2 separate regions of the Oryctolagus cuniculus genome follow, and region 1 is linked to region 2. Evidence: chromatin contacts called from public Micro-C data. All regions are on one chromosome and are shown on one strand. The core of a region is the stretch at or near the end of the contact, and the rest is flanking DNA. Distances in the headings are between cores, read along the strand shown. Region 1 overlaps LOC103351585 (a long non-coding RNA gene). Region 2 holds the start of MAP3K14 (mitogen-activated protein kinase kinase kinase 14).

What was found. Hi-C and Micro-C count contacts between places; a contact is called where the count stands out from the background.
Region 1: a contact with region 2 is called in a Micro-C map of ear pinna, with 3 times the contacts expected there. The contact joins the enhancer-like site here to the promoter of MAP3K14 in region 2. A contact is called at or near these places in 2 of 6 Hi-C or Micro-C datasets (ear pinna and an unstated tissue).

Annotation. Positions count from the first base shown.
Region 1 is chr17:18,561,827-18,565,659 of mOryCun1.1, forward strand. It overlaps LOC103351585 (a long non-coding RNA gene), which reads left to right. Exons shown (of 4, transcript XR_007911546.2): 3 at 1,722-1,877. Among named protein-coding and RNA genes, the nearest start is that of ARHGAP27, 36 kb to the right of the region's middle. Within about 2 kb of position 1,300, at least 1 of the 8 cell types and tissues checked has an H3K27ac peak or open chromatin away from gene starts, as enhancers often do.
Region 2 is chr17:18,511,200-18,514,793 of mOryCun1.1, forward strand. MAP3K14 (mitogen-activated protein kinase kinase kinase 14) reads right to left here and starts at 2,270. Exons shown (of 16, transcript XM_008271593.4): 1 at 2,154-2,270. It overlaps LOC103351585 (a long non-coding RNA gene), which reads left to right and starts at 1,971. Exons shown (of 4, transcript XR_007911546.2): 1 at 1,971-2,456.

The DNA of each region.
Region 1 (3,833 bases), core at 50-2,549, 50 kb after region 2:
ACCTGGAAGAAGCTCCTGGCTCCTGGCTTCTGATCGGTGCAGCTCCGGCCATTGTGGCCATTGTGAACCATCAGATGGAAGACCTCTCTCTGTCTCTCTGCCTCTCCTCTCTCTGTGTAACTCTGACTTTCAAATAAGTAAATAAATCTTAAAAAAAAAAAAGAAAAAGTCTTCGCTGGGCCCTCCTGAGAGCCAGGCTGTGGGCACCCGGGCACGAAGGAGAAGATTTCCAGGCAGGTGCTAAGTGCGCTCGGCTTTCTTTGGCAGGGCCGCACGGGGAGAGTCTATTCAAAGTGCACACAACACACACATTTGGGGACACAGAGGCTGAGACTCACATTTTTAAAAGGCCGCTCCGTGCTGTGCACTGACAGCTTCCTGGAGGAGTGGGGCTGGTGGCAGAGAACAGGGGGAGGTCAGCTGGCACGGGGGGACACCTTGCACAAGGATGTGGAGGTGGCGACCTGCAGGTGCTGGTGAGAGAGACACCCAGGGAGGCTGAGCACCAGTGAGTGAGTGGGTAGCTAGGAGCCAGGGGCCAGGGAGCTGGAGATGGGGTAAAAATGGCAGAGAGGCCGGCGCCACCGCTCACTAGGCTAATCCTCCACCTTGCGGCGCCGGCACACTGGGTTCTAGTCCCGGTCGGGGCGCCGGATTCTGTCCTGGTTGCCCCTCTTTCAGGCCAGCTCTCTGCTGTGGCCCGGGAAGGCAGTGGAGGATGGCCCAAGTGCTTGGGCCCTGCACCCCATGGGAGACCAGGAGAAGCACCTGGCTCCTGCCTTCGGATCAGCGTGGTGCACCAGCCGCAGCGCGCCGGCCGCAGCAGCCATTGGAGGGTGAACCAACGGCAAAGGAAGACCTTTCTCTCTGTCTCTCTCTCTCACTGTCAACTCTGCCTGTCAAAAATTAAAAAAAAATGGTGCAGAGAGAGTGGGCTGGATTCCGATGGTGAGGGGTGCAGGTGCACGTCTGAGGAGGGTGCCCACCACCCGGCAGAGGAACCAGAGGCGGCTGACTCCTGGGCCCCTGGGAATGTTGGCCTGGCTCCCCTGCAGTGGCAGAAGCCAACACAGTAAGTGCCCAGCCTGCACCTGTGACTGGTGCTAAAACCACATGGCTGCAGGGCACAGGGTGGTGACTTGCAGGCAGGGAGGAGACTGACAGGGGATGTAGAACACAGGGGCAAAGCCTAAGGCTCCAGGTGTGGAAGAAGCAGGCTGGGGAAGGGCAGTAGTTTTTGGAGTGGGGAGGATGGGCAGGCAGAGGTGCTGAAGCCCAGCCCTGTAGCCTGAGCTCAGGGAAGCTAATGGGCTTCTCTCTGCCCACCCAGCCCACCTCCTCCAGGACTCACCCTGCCTCTCCCCGGGGGGCTACATCATCAGCCTCATCTCCCAGCCTTGGAGCTCAGGGCTGGATGCGAACCTGTGGGTTGAGGTCGAGAGGGAGACAAGCCGGAGTTTTCTTGGCCCACTTGCACAAAGGCCCAGAGCTCATGCTAAGCCTCCTCCTGTGCCCAGTTGGAATCACCCCTTGGGCAATAGGCATTTAGCACCCCCTGCTGGCAGCTCTGCTTCCAGCACTCCAATATCTCTGGCAGATGCTCACACAGCAGGCCTAAAATCAGGGCCAGCTCCAGGCTGAGCAGACATGGCATGAGGTCTGGCTGGGATGCGTCTGTGGATACTAGAAGTTTCCTCATTGCTCTCCATCCTTCCCTGCAGCCGAGAGACCCTCTTTAAAAGCGTAGCTGTGGAATACTACTCAGTAGGACTGGTACCCGCGGCCACTTGAATGGATCTGGCGGCACGAAGCGGAGAGGGACAGGATGGCTGGAAGAGCTCCCCCTTGTGTGAGTCCACGTGTATTACAGTCCCCAGGTAAAAATCGCGGCGATGGGAGAAACGCAAGGTTGCGGGGCGGAGCGGGGGGGGGGGGGGGGGGGGGGCCTGCCAGGAGCTTCCTCCGGGTCTCCCATGTGGGTGCAGGGGCCCAAGGACTCATAGGAGATGTTGGTGTTGCAGGTGGCAGTGTAACCCACTGTGCCACTACACTGGGCCCCATTTTTCTAATGTTTGTTTGTTTATCTATTTGAAGGGCAGAGAGACAGGACAGAGTTCTCCTATCTACTGTTCATTCCTCAAATACCTGCAATAGTCGGGTTTGGGCCAGGTCAAAGCCAGGAGCCAGCCTCATGGGTGGCAGGGACCCAGCTGCTTGAGCCACTACTTCCTGTCTCCCAGAATCTGCTTCCGCAAGAAGCTAGCGCTGGGGGCTGAGCTGGGACCTGAACCTGGGCCCTCTGACATGAACCTCGGGAGCGTCCTAACAGCTGTATCAAACACCCTCCCCAGACCATAGAGCTGATTGAGCCGTTCTGTGCCTTGACTGCGGCTGTGCACCTGTGATAAAGTGCAGCTGTGCACCTGTGATAAAGTGCCAGGGAGTTGTGCACAAAGATGACCGAAACATGGGTGCGTGCAGAATGGCAAGATCAGGTGAGGGCCGCAGTCCGGCAGCTGTGGTCAGCGCCTGCCAGTCACTTCCCTGGTTTTGCTAACGCACTGGAGTTATGTAAGATGTCACCCCTGGGGGAAGTGGGTGATGGGCACACGGGACCCCTCTCTACCAATTATTCATTCTGTCCCATGGGCCATAAAGAATGAAGTTCAGGGGCCAGCGCAGTGGCACAGTGCCTATGAGCGGGTTAAGCCTCCACCTGCATCACTGGCATCCTCAAAGGTCCCAGTTCCGAGTCCCAGCTGCTCCACTTCCGATCCAGCTCCCTGCTATGGCGTAGGAAAGCAGTGGAAGATGGCACAAGTCCTTGGGCCCCTGCACCCATGTAGGAGACCTGGAGGAAGCTCCTGGCTTCGGCCTGACCAGCCCTGGCCATTGTGGCCATTTGGGGAGTGAACCAGTGGATGGAAGAGCTCTCTCTGCCGCTCCTTCTTTCTATAACTCTGCCTTTCAAATAAAATAAACAAGAAGGAGAAGGAGGAGGAGGAGGAGGAGGAGGGGAAGGGGAAGGGGAAGGAGAAGGAGGAGAAAGGTCACGGGCAGGTGTCTGGTCTGAGACGCTGGTTAGGACGCCTGCATCCCACATTGGGTGCTTGCATTTGAATCCTGGCTCTGCCTCCTGACTCCAGCTTCCTGCTCATGCACACCCTGCCAGGCGGCCGTGATGGCTCGCGTGATTGGCTCTCCACGTGGGGAGTTACACTGAGTTCCTAGGTCCCAGCTTTGGCCTGGCCGAGCCCTGGCTGCTGCAGGCATTTAGGGAGTGAAGCAACAGATGGGAGATCTCTCTATCTGTCTCTCTCTCTCTCAAATGCTTTTTCAAAAATGAAGTCCACCGTCCCAGCAGGACAAGAAGCCCTGCATGGCCTGGCATCTTCTGCCCGAGTGAGCACCAGTCTGCCATCTCCCGGGCCCTCCCTGGAGGCAGGTGCAGGAGGACGCCTGCCCTCAGGCAGCACAGGGTGTCCCCCGGGCAGGGCTGCTTGTGCTAATCCCAGTGGGTGCCCTCCTGTCCCCGCTGCCCCACCCCATGCCACCACTGGGCTGACGTCATGGAGAGATTGCTCCTAAACTCTACAAGCAGAGGGTCTCAAGCCAGGTCCTGCCCACCAGGCCCCCTGGCTGCACTCCCGGGGTTCCTCCCTGCCCTTTCTGTGCCCGGCTCGCGAGCCTGGCTCTGGGCCGTGCGTGCGGCACGGGTCTCCCTTACTAATCATGGGAACTCTAGAGCTCTCTAGGCAGGTGTGCATAGCTGAAGTTGCCGGCCAAGCACACATAGTTGCCCCAGCTCTCTCTGTAGGAACAAGGCAGGCATG
Region 2 (3,594 bases), core at 1,020-3,519:
CAGCAGAAACAATCAGAACGTTGCCGAGGGCTGCGTAACCCACGGGCACAGGCCCTCTTCTCAGCATGAAATGCTACACAAACACTCTGGGCAGATCACAAAGGAGTCAGTGTTCCACAGCAGAACCAAAATGAGGAACCAAACGCCCTCTGTGGCGGCAAACGGCCCACCAGACGTTTGCTGTCTACCGGACGAGGGCTCAGTTGGCAGGGTCTCTGTGGGGCTGCTCCCACAGGCTGACAGCACCGGGGCCAAAAAAAACCCCTTGGGAGCTGCCCCGTGTAATTGACAACAGGCAGGAGCCCACCTGGAGCACACGGCTTCCTGCTGTCTGGCTCCCCAGGACATCCACCTGGGGACTTACTTCTGAAGTCAAGCCAGACACCGCCGGCTTCTGAGTTCACGCGAGAACGGAATCTAAAGAGAGTGTGACTTTTCCACGGACTTTCTCAAGTCCCCTCGCACGGCTCTGATTTTGAGATCTTCTCAGAAGTTCACCACACCCTTCAACACACACAGATGTCCTGAAGGCGCCCAGGACTCGCAAGCCTGGCGCGGCCCCAGAGCTCTCGCTTGGACATCACTCACAGAGCAACGAGAGTGCATCCAAACACCTCCCAAGCGAGACAAGCACCTGTTGAGTGTGCTCTCCCCTCAGCAGCAGACACCGCACCAGCCACCGCTCGCTCCCTTCTGCATGTGGGCCCGCCCCAGGGTCTGAGTGCCACACACCTGCCTCGGGTGCGCCACACACCTGCCTCGGGTGCCTCACCTCCCACTCAGGTCGGTCCCATCCACCTGACCACCAGACCCCCAAAGAAGAAAGGTGGCTACAGGTATCCGAGCACACTAAGTGAAAACACACGGCCGACGTTCAGATACTATCTCCCTCTAATCTTTCAAAAGGACCACATTTCTAGCTACTGGCTTTTCAACGTTTTTCCTGGAATAAACTTCAGACTGCCATTTTGTAAGGCGGCCCTGCTCTCACACTGCACTTCATTTTGCTTTGTGAGTTCATGGGTGTTCATGGTCTCCAGCGAACAAAAACAATCTTGCCGTGTATGCCACTCGGGTCCTTGGCACGCTCCTTCCCACCTCGTGCAAGCTTCAGGACAACGTTTTAACCTCCCTTCAAAGCCAGCACTTTGTCAAGTTCCTGAGCGCCAAGGGAGGGCTCCAGGACAGGTGGGCGAATCTTTGCACTGCACCAGCGGCCTCTCTCCGCCGGTACCCGGCGGCTGGGCTGCACATGCCCGGGCCACACTGGGCCTCCGGCACAGCAACGGTGTCTCTCAAGCGACCTGTGAAGTCTTGAGCGGGCGCGCAGGCTTCCAGCAGGGCTGGGGTCAGGAGAAGGTCGGAGGATGCTGCGGCCAGCCGGCTGCCCGCTGGGCCCCCGGAACAGACTCCGCTCCTCTTCCCGGTCTTGGGGTGTGACTCCCCAAGAACTTCCCACGGAAGGTCACAAACGGCTTCGGGGCCTGTGGGGGGCGCCCAGGGCGCGGGGCGGAGCAGTGCCGTGGCCCCCGCCGCCGAGGAAGGGGAAGCAGGGCGCTCCTGCGCGCGCCCAGGGCCAGCGTGGGGCCCGCGGGCGAGCGCGGCCTGGCGGCTCTGGCCAGCACGGCGCGCGACCGTGGCGCGAACGGCGCGTGCGAGAGCGCGCTGGCGGACGGCGGCGGGGCGGCGCTCGTGGGTCCCACCCGGGCCGCCGACCACCACCACTATCCCGGGGCGGCCGGTCAGGCCGCGGCCCCGCCCGGGACTGACAAGAGATCCCTCCCCGTCGCTCTCTCAGCGCCCCGCGCCGGGACCCGGGGTCCGGCCCAGTCACCTACCGGCCGCGCGCTGATCTCCCCAACCGAGCGAGTGCTATCCGCGCTGGCCCGTGGTCCCTCACCGCCGGCCGCCCACCACGGCGCTCGGGGCCCTCGGTCGCCCCGCCCCGCCCGGCCCCGCCCCCTCCACCGCCGTCCCTGCCGCCCCCGGAGCCCCGCCCCCGCCGGCGGCGGCCGCGTCGCCTCGCTTCCCGCCTCCTTTCTCTGGCCGCCGCGCGACCCTTGTCCCCACCCACTCTTCCAAGCCAGCTAATGACACAGCCCGTCGTGATTGGCCCATCGTCCCGCTCCCTAGCAACGATAGGCTAGCGAGACCTGGTTTCCAGAAATGGGCATCAGTTCCGGACGAGATTTATGCAGAAGCGATTGAAGGGCGGACGGTGGACAGAAGGCGGAGGCGGCCGCGCATGCGCACTCGGCTCTTGGCAGTTTTTTTTTTTTTTTTTTTTTACCGGTCCAGTTCTTGAAGTTACGGGAAAGAAGGGAGAGTGTACGCATGCGTGGGAACTCCCAGCCCTGGCTCCGGTTGCCGTGGCGACGACGAGGCGGTCCCGGTTCCGGGTTACCTCAGTTTTTCTCTTTGCTGCCGGGCGGTGGCGGCTGAGACGGGGCTAGCGGGTAGGAAAAGTTTTGTTGAGCACTTACTGTGCGCCTGGCGCTGTGGAGTCTCTGAGGAAGAGTTAGGCTACGGCTTGGGGAGCCGAGGGTGTGGACGTGGAGGGTGCGGTGGGTGCGCGCGGGGGGCTGGCGTGGAGCAGCAGCGGGGCGCCGGCGCTGTGGGAGTGTCTGCTTGTTGGGGTACAGGCCACGGAAAGACGGTGGCTTTCCGTCAGCAAAGGCGGGACCTGGAGTCTGGATAGGCACTGAGGGGTCCGAGTATTTCTGTCTGAGTGGGGGTGGGGGGGCCGAGTAGGGGAGGTGCGGATATTTTTTTCTTTTCTAACCTGTGCTGGCCTGCAGTGAGTTTGTATTTTATCTGCAATAAAGAATTCCAGGGGCACAGCGCACTAAGGCGACGCGGGCGTCCCGTGTCCGAGTGCCTGGGATGGAGTGTGGCCTCACTTCCGGTACAGCATCCTGGGAATGTGCACCCTGAGAGGCACCTGAGAGACTCAGACACTTGGGTTCCGGCCATTCCCGTGGGAGACCCAGGGGGAGTTCCTGGCTCCTGGCTTGGCCTAGCCCATCCCTGGCTGTTGCCGGCATTTGGGGCGTGACCAGCGGATGGAAGCTCTCTCCGCTCTCTCTGTTGCTCTGCCGCTTCGATACATAAAAAATCAATCAACTAAAAAAAAAAAGTTCCAGACTAATTTTTTTTTAAGTTTGCAAAATACAAGATGAGCCTCTGCCCTGGGCTTCCCGCCTCCGGCAGGGGCCCGTGGCAAGTGTGGTGATGGTTCTAGTGTCCTGGCTGGCAGGCCCCATCCAAAGCTGGCTTGAGAGGGAAGGCGCACCCCGCTGTGGACGTATTTACGCCGAGGCCTGGCCACCAAGTGCTCAGGACCCCCTTGCAGTCACTCTGGTGGCTCAAAGCCGCTCTCTGAAGCTCTGCACCCACCCCTGTGATCCCACTGTGGGTGCAGTTGGTGGACGGGGAGGACCATTTGTTTAGACAGGAACGGAACACTCAAAACTCGAGGGCTTCCCCCGCTCACCCATGCCAAAAATATGTTCTGCTTGGCTGGCCCACCGGCTTTTATTTGAGTTTGAATACCCAAAAGCCTGAGGTTCTGAATAGCCCCTGTCCTCTTATACA